Linked DNA regions of Ovis aries: regions 1 and 3 are each linked to region 2. A link is a contact called in public Hi-C data. All regions are on one chromosome and are shown on one strand. Each heading gives the region's core, a stretch centred on a gene start, on an enhancer-like site or on the middle of the called end of the contact. The rest is flanking DNA. Distances are from core to core; before and after follow the strand shown.

What was found. Hi-C and Micro-C count contacts between places; a contact is called where the count stands out from the background.
Region 1: a contact with region 2 is called in a Hi-C map of liver, with 5 times the contacts expected there. The contact joins the enhancer-like site here to the promoter of AFTPH in region 2. A contact is called at or near these places in 8 of 16 Hi-C or Micro-C datasets (blood, hypothalamus, liver and 2 more).
Region 3: a contact with region 2 is called in a Hi-C map of hypothalamus, with 5 times the contacts expected there. The contact joins the promoter of SERTAD2 here to the promoter of AFTPH in region 2. A contact is called at or near these places in 2 of 16 Hi-C or Micro-C datasets (hypothalamus and skin fibroblasts).

Annotation. Positions count from the first base shown.
Region 1 is chr3:43,661,510-43,664,209 of ARS-UI_Ramb_v3.0, reverse strand. All of the region lies in intron 1 of SERTAD2 (SERTA domain containing 2), which reads right to left. Among named protein-coding and RNA genes, the nearest start is that of SERTAD2, 94 kb to the right of the region's middle. Within about 2 kb of position 1,264, at least 27 of the 54 cell types and tissues checked have an H3K27ac peak or open chromatin away from gene starts, as enhancers often do. A contact at or near this core is called in hypothalamus and liver, where this site is marked.
Region 2 is chr3:43,791,245-43,793,944 of ARS-UI_Ramb_v3.0, reverse strand. AFTPH (aftiphilin) reads left to right here and starts at 1,291. Exons shown (of 10, transcript XM_060413863.1): 1 at 1,291-1,567; 2 at 2,081-2,233.
Region 3 is chr3:43,567,727-43,570,472 of ARS-UI_Ramb_v3.0, reverse strand. It overlaps SERTAD2 (SERTA domain containing 2), which reads right to left and starts at 1,492. Exons shown (of 2, transcript XM_027966694.2): 1 at 875-1,492. LOC105608150 (a long non-coding RNA gene) reads left to right here and starts at 1,833. Exons shown (of 2, transcript XR_006059156.2): 1 at 1,833-2,073.

The sequences.
Region 1 (2,700 bases), core at 15-2,514, 130 kb after region 2:
TTTCTGAGCATTGATAACTAATGACCCACAGAACTTTACACAAAGTCACTCAGTCAAACATAATAAAAGTAATCAGAGTACCACACTGAAAGCAATACATGTTTATTTTCTAAGGAAACTACCTCTCAGAACTTCAACCTGTAGGAGCTTCAAGGACCTTTAAGGAGATCTTGCCTCCACCCCACCCCACTGCCACCCCTGAACATTCTGTTCACCCTGCCTATCTTTAGAGGCTTCCGAAGCAAGAATGCAGGTGCCACTTGAGGAATCCACGTTTTGAATTTGCTAACCAACTACTGCTAGACAGCTAACAACCGTCATCAGGTAAAATCTATTTTATTTTCTATTTCTGGCCATAATAAAAATATTTTTTAAAGTAGTCTGTTAAAAAAAAAAAAAAACTATTCAGAAAAGACCATCACCAGGTTCGTGACAAGCACAGAGGCAGTGCAAAAATTTCTTCATCAGCTACAGACCACGGTGCTCAAATTCCTCTGCCAGACCTGTTTTCTGTGACAGCAAGTAAGACACAGAAGTACACACATATGGAGGTTCCCTCCTCAAGAAAAGGGAAGAAATCTGAAAAGCAAATCTGTATCAAGTATTATTTAAAAATGGAATAACTACTAAGACAGGTTGAGATTAAAACAGTTGCCACCTTGTTATCTCACTGGCGTGGCTAGAATTTTATGCAAACCTGTTCTGGTGTAGAGATGACCTTGGGACTTTCAGATTCCCTGAGTTTAACTCAACACTTCTAAACACCAGGGTGGGGTACTCCAGCCGGCCTGCCTGAAGCCGGCGAGCTGTGGCTGGCGTGGAATGATAAGCAGTCAGCCAGAAGAGCAGAGCAAGGGGCTAAAGGTTGATCAGCAGCAAGTAACGCTTCATTATTTAATTTTCTGACCACAGGCACCATCAGGGAAGACTTCTGACTTTTGCAGAACAGGTTCACAGAGGCAACTTGAGTGAGTGAGTGAGTGAGTCCTAGAGAGTCAGAAGCCCTTCCCGGTCACTGTTCTACTTCATGAAACTCCTCAGAAGCACACAAACGCCTGGTTTAGCCTCGTCTTTTCAGTTAACCACTTATGAAGGTTTTTAAAAGAAAGAAAAAAAAAAAGCTTAGGATTAAAGAGCAACTCTGAGAAGCTACAGGTTTCTGCAAGGGGACAGAGAAAGAGTAAGGCCAGACATAAATGAGTGTTCACAACTGAGGTCTGCTGCTTGCTACCCGGAGTTACCAGAGAAACAAAGCTGCCTTTGGGCACCTAAAACTAGTCGGACCTGCTATAGCAGTTGCGCAGTCGGCCCGGCGCTGTCCCCCGCTCCCCTCCCTCCGGCCCCCGCCCCACGCATCCGCATGGCTCACTCCTCTCGGGGCAGCGCCGAGCGGGCACACTCGGCCCTGGCTCTGCTGTCCCTGCTCAGGGGCAGGCCCAGCTCTGGACACACGGGCGTACAAGTGTGAGAGGAGGCCAAACGAGACAGCAGATGCCGATGCCGACTCCATTCCGAACTGAAAGCTGCAGTGGGTGCAGAACACGGCTTCTGTGCTCCTGGGTTGCTAAGACAGATACACCAAATTGTGGGACTGGCTGCTGGGACTCCAGGCAGGGATCCCCGTTTAAGTTCAGGGGAGGGATGGGAGACCTTGAGAGGAGACGAAGGAGGCTTTCTAGCTCCTGGGGCCCTCAGACCACAAAGAGAAATGAATTCTCTTCCAAAAGGGAGTTTTCATTGTCTGGGGTGCTTGTTGAAATGACATGCATCTGGTTTGTCCTATGAGCAATCATATATTTGCAAAGATATTCTGATGTTTTTATTTTTGAATTTCTATTTCAAAGAATATTTTTAGACAGCCAAGTATGTTTTGTTTGTCTCATGATCTTCAAGGAAAAAAAAAAACCCAACAAGGCGTCCATTTATTACCCAGAATAGGAATGTCGTCTTTTTGGCCTGACATATGCCATTCACAGATTCATACAAAGAATGAACTGCCACACAGTGCTCATAGAGAAAGACACTGCTCCACACAATGAGTGATGGGCGCTCTGGGGGACAGTGCTGCTCACAGGACTGCCCCGCATCTGTATAGAGGGGCAGAAGTTTGCCTTTAACGCCAATTGCACTGGCCGTTGGAGACAATCATTTTGTTTAAAAGATATGCCAACTTTGGTGAGCTGCTCTTTCCTTCAAGAATATTAGAACTAACCATATGTAAAGTAGGTAACCAATGGGAATTTGCTGTAAGACACAGGGAGCTCAACTGGGGGCTCTGTGACAACCTAGAAGGGTGGGCTGGGGTGGGGGGGGGGGGGGAGGCTCAAGAGGGAGGGGACATATGTGTACCTGCCACAGGCTGATTCATGCTGATGTACGGCAGAAACCAACACCAACATTGTAAAGCAATTATCCTCCAAGTGAAAATAAATTAAAAAAAAAAAAGAATATTAGAATTAAATTAAATATCCACACATTTCTTTAAGCAGGAGTCCTAGCTTGGGGGTTTCTGTTGGCTGTTTAAGGAATAATTATTAACAGTTGGTAGAAAAGACATGATTTGTGCATATGCAGTGGCCACCGCATTTTTAGATGATCCTGTTCTGCTGGTCAGTGCTGATTAATGGAAAGACCGTGAAGGTGGGTGTTACCCTTATTTCAAGGCCATTTTCACTTAAAACTGGAGCTTGTCCTCTGGTG
Region 2 (2,700 bases), core at 42-2,541:
CAAAAATCCAGCACCACCACCGCAAAACAATTGACACTCCAATTTAAAGTGATGCAGTCTCCGTGTATCTTACAGCAATTGAGTTGTAAAGGGACAAATGCGGGTCTATTTTAGCGCTCCAAGTTAAGTCGTCTAGAACATTGCAGAGGCGGGATAAACCGTGATGAACTGCTTTTGTCCTTATCTTCCCTCTGATTTGTATAATTCCTCCACTCAAAAGGGTGGACACTTCTCTGTGGCTGAGGGGGGTGTTTTCCATCCTTGTTTCTTTGCGTAGCTGCTGAGCTTTGCTGTTTGGGAACTATTTTAAATTATTCAAATTGCCTGTGCAGGTTTGGCGAAAGTAAGAAGGAGCAGCCGGTACCGCTCACGATTGCCGGATAGGATCCCAGGCTCATCATCCCAGACGATAACAATAATCCCCTCAATCTTGCAATCTGGCTTTTACAGTGGCTGGTGTTCTAACAGATATTCATTACAATGGAAGGGGAAAGGTTATAAAAACGCAAACGATCAAGACTGACGATAGAAAAATGTTATGACGGCTGTTATAGAAACGCGGAAGTTAATTTTATTTCTTTACTTTAATCGAATAGTCTTATGCAGCATATATGAATAAACGACCACCGTTCAATCTGTTAGCAGGATCCCCAAAATTTTTGTTGTTGTTGGTCTCAAAGCCGGTTTTCAGTTCGGCGGGTGCCTTCCCTCTTGCTTCCCATTTTAAATTTGATTTAACTCTTCTTATATATCAACTTCCTCTTCTGTCAGCGTAAATTAAAAAGAGGAAGGGACTTAGACTGTGAACGAAAAAGTCGTTTTTCGTGGCGAAAAGGGCAAGCTAATAAGTGCTCTCCAGTAGGTTTCTGGTGAAGATACAGTTCCGTACCTCAAACCTTTGCAAATTTTACTTGGAGAGCAAGAGAGTTAAGACGGTCCCGAGCTGAACGTTAATCTTAGCAGGCTGAGGAGCACCTGCCCCTTGCCCGGAGCGCTGCCTCAGGAGCGGCGGAGTGCGGGAGGACGTCTTTCCCCCCACCCCACAGCTCGATGACTCGCTAGGAAGTCAGGGAAAAGGGCAGCTTGCCCGCACCCAAAATGGCTGCCGGCGCTCTGCACGATGGCGCCTGCGCACGGGGTAAGCATTCTGTGACACTGATTCCCCCTGTGTGTCCTCCCACCCCCCACCCCCCTTCTGCACCCACCAGCGCCGGGCCCCGACCTAGCCACCTGCGCCCGGAAGTGACGTTTCAGCGGCAGCGGTTCCCCCGCTGCATGATGGGAGAGTGTGTGGAGTGGGCGGGGGGTCTCCGCGGAGGAGGAGGTGGAGGCGGTGGCGGCGACGGCGGCGGCGGCGGAAGAGGGCGGAGGGTAATGGGATGGGGGTCTCGCGGCAGCACTGAAACTCCGGGTGGGCGTCCATGGCGCTGCTTCGCTGACAGGGCTGTGAACAGCCTGCCTTCCGCTCTCACCAGCGCCGCGTCCGAATAGCCGGTCCTTCCCCGGGGAGCCAGTTCCTCCCCGGGCCCCTGAGCCATGCCCATCGCGGCCGCCCCGGATGAACCAGGTAAGCTTCACCAGCTTTCCCAGCCGTGCGGGGGAAGGAGGTTAGGGGATTTGGCCCGGCCCACCGGTCGGATCCTCGCCTGGGCCGGGGACACCTGCCCGCTGCGGAGCCGGGGGCTGCGGGGACGTTGCCGGCTCTGCGGGCCTGCGGGCTCCCGGCTCTGTCCTCTTCTACAGCGGGTGCGGGGACGCCGGCGGCGGCGGCGCCTGAGGCGCACGGCCCCTCCTCGCCCTCCCGGGCACCGGCCGGCGAAGTGAGAGCTTTTCCCACGTCCCTGGCCGCCGCCGGCTCCCCCTGCCCCTCCACTTCCACCTGCCCTCGGCTTCGCACCGGCCGCTCCCTCCCGGGAGCTTGTTGAGAAGTTTGGGGCTTTGCTCCGGCTTCCTCTTTCTCCCTCCCCCTCCCTCGTGACAGGTGTAAACACTGCCTGCTTCGCCCAGGCCCCAGGCCAGCGGCGACCAGAGTGTGCTGCTTCCTAGGGTCTCTGAAGCAAACACCTTTTGAATCCTCCAGCAGGCAGAGGAGACGGCACCAAAGCTCATTCATCCCTTCCTGAGAGGACCTTTTCTGCTCCCTTCTTGCACTCCCTAAGAAATCATCGGCATCCCCTTCCCAGACTGCGTGCGAAAAGTTGGACCATTATTCTTGAAGTGCCCAGTTTGGCAGGTGCTACATCTTTCTTGGGCAGGGGACATAGTATAAGGTAAATGGTGATAGGAAGCTTTCACCAGTGGGAAAGTACTGGGAATGTTTAGGTTTTACTCTTGGTGGTTAGTTCACGTTGATTTCCCACTGAATCTTCCGTTGGGGCCAAGGGAAGGACTAACCCAGACATGGAAATATTTTACTGGGGAGCAAATGAAACAAAATCGGTAGTTCCGTTTCAAAGTTCTCGCTTTAGGAGAAGTAAAACTCTTGAACTTTAATCCTCCCTTTCACCAGCTACGTTTTAGTCTTTTTGGTAGAATGGGAGGCGGAGATAGTTTAATCTTTGAGGTTGCATTTAACTATTGCTTTCCGTTAACCTTTTAGACGTGAGTATATGCCAAAACTCTAAGGGAAACAGCTGTTTGAACGCTGTCGTGTTGGTACAATCTACACAGTTACTCTACATGTTATGTGCTTTGCCAGCT
Region 3 (2,746 bases), core at 243-2,742, 220 kb after region 2:
GAGTAAGTATTTCTCATAATTTTTATTTTTACCTCAAGTTAAATACTAAAGATGCATAGGGCAAGTCTCATAAAGCATATATACGGCCACGCATGTGTACTTTTGAACAGCCTGCAACCAAGAAACCAAATTAAAATTTTGCTCAAGAGCAATCAAGTATACAAAAAAGGGATATCAAAAGAAAAAAAATCCCTATTTGTCTTTTAACACACCCCACTGTGCGCAGTGACCAGGAAATAAAAAATTCTGTGTTATAATTTCTGGATAGAACAGAAGTGAGCTAAAGATGAAGTGTCAAACTAGATTTCCATCTTACCTCGCTTTCCTCCAACAGGTTCAAAGACTTTGTAACCTTTACATTAATATTGAATTATCTTTTCTTTTTTTTTCCAAAAGGGAACCTACGAAACTATTTTAAAATAAAAAGCAAGCCATGCCACTAGGCAACCTGTCTTCTCGTGGTCTATCTCATTCAAATCAGACATACCTTTCGCTTTGCCTTTACTGAATAAAAGTTTAACTTTGATTTGGAAGACAACGTACCCATTATTAGCCGTCTGACACTTTGCAGGTCATAGAGTCTATCAGTTCAATTCGCTGATTATGACCGCTCACTAAGAAAGCTTGCCATTACCGCTTATTTTATAAGCGTTGGCAATACCTAGAAATACAGCAAGGCTGGTGAATAAGGAGTCGAGGGGCGGGGGAAGAGGGAGCGAGGGAGGAAGGCAGTCACCACCTCAAATCCACGCCGGACTGGGAACCTCCAGTCCACAGCGCGATCCCCTGCCTTCCCCAAAGTGGACCCGTTACATTTTCCCAGACCCTCTCTCCGCCCCAACACCCACCCCCGATAACCCAACACAGCACTCACCCTTCAGCGAAGTCGGCACCCGGTCCAGCTCCGAGACGGGTCGGGGTGGCAGCGAGGGAGGGGACGTCTGGGCTGTGGGCGGGGGGTGTCGGTGCGTCACTAGAGTGCAGGACGGTGAGTTCGAGGGGTGGGAGCGGAGCGGAGCAGGGAAATCAAGTCACTGCCGAAAAGGGACGAGGAGCAACGGGGGGATGGAGGGGAAAGCCCCTTCCCTAAAATAAGCCCACCGGCCCCTGCGACCCCCTGCCCCAGGAAGGGAAAATAAAATCCGGGGAAATAAAAAGACTGACAAATAAACCTCTAAAACGATGAGAAGCAAGGATCAGACTTTAATTTAAAGGGGGGAGACTGAGCGAGGGCTGGAGGGGTGACTGAAGTGGCTCTAGGTCTATCCCATGCCTTTGCAGTCCCCAAACGGAGGAGGAGGCTGGCTGAGGGGAAGTTGCAGCGGCTCCCGAGAAGGAGGCGGAGGAGGCGGAGGAGGAGGTTACACCGTAACAAGTACAGACAGACAGCCATGGATCAGAGGGGCGCTGCGAGCAGGGGCGGCCGCGGCGGGGCGAGCGGCCGCGGCAGCAGCACCGCCTGCTCGGCTAGCTCAAGACATTTAATTGGATTGATGGGTTGTGCAGTGACTCACAGACTTTACAGAGTCGTAAAGCAGTCCCCGCCCAGCTGGACAGGGGAGATGCGGTGCGGACGGCAAGGGAAAGGGGGGCTGTGAAAGAGCCGGGAGGGGAGGAGGCGAGTGAGAGGGCGAGGCGTTGGGAGGGGCGGGGAGCGGAACGGAATCACCCAATGCCGAAGCCCGCCGCTCCGACGGGCGTGGGCGTCGGCCAATGACGGTGCTGCTCGATAGGCGGCAGGCTTCGCCCCTGGCCCAATGAGTCTTCTAAGGACACTGCCGCTAACCGGGAGGGGGGGAAGTGGAGTGGGGGGTGGGGAGTGGTGGGTGGACGTTGAAGTAGGGAGGGAGCGGTGGAGGGAAAGATGAGGCACCGGAGACCCGCGGAGTCACTCAGCTCTCCTCGCTCCAGAAGTGCGCCTTCTGCCAATCCGAGGGCCGCATGGGGGTGATGGACGCAAGCGTGTGCCCAATGAGGAGGAGAAGGTGCCGCCCCGAGCCACAGGGGAAGGAGTGGGCGGGCCAAGGTCCTCCCCTCCCTCCGCACCCGGGTCCTCCCTCCCGCCCTGTTCAGGTCAGTCACGCAAATAACAGAGTGAGGGCTGGGGCCGTGCGGGGGGGGGGTGGGGCGGCGGAGGGGCCGCGCTGCAGAAGGCGTGACAGCGATAGGGACTGGCTGTACTGCCGACTCCGCACCGACTGGAGGAGGCGATGAAGAAAGCTGGCTCCTTACTCAGCCTTCAAGCTGCTGCCTTTGCTGCCCGGCTCTGCCTAGGAGCCCCTGCGGCCAAACCCCACTACCGAGTGGCAGACTGATTTGGAGTAAATCGGCTCAAAACTTTGCCTCCCGTCGGTGCTATGCCCACTCTCGGAGACAGCTCCGTGTGACGTCCTGTGGGGCTGTGCTCTGGGAGCCGAGGGAGCTGGACGCCAAGACCGGAGGCATTTCCCTCCTTGCTTACCTGTGTTCTGGGGAAGTCAGAGGAGGGTGTGGACAGGTTGAAACACCTCCTGAATACATAACATTTCTTTATTGGGTTTCTGGAAAAGGTACTTAACCTGACGTGAGTGAAGCTGTGTGGGCTTTGTGCGTGTAAATATCAGCTTCCTCCAGCCCTTGCTCCCGCATGCATTACTCTTTTTCTCCCGCTTCTCTGCCCACTCTCCTCACCTTGGACCCTGACACCTTGTACTCATTACTAGATCTCGCTGCTCATTCCCCGGAGCTACGGCTTTTTCTCAGTTTC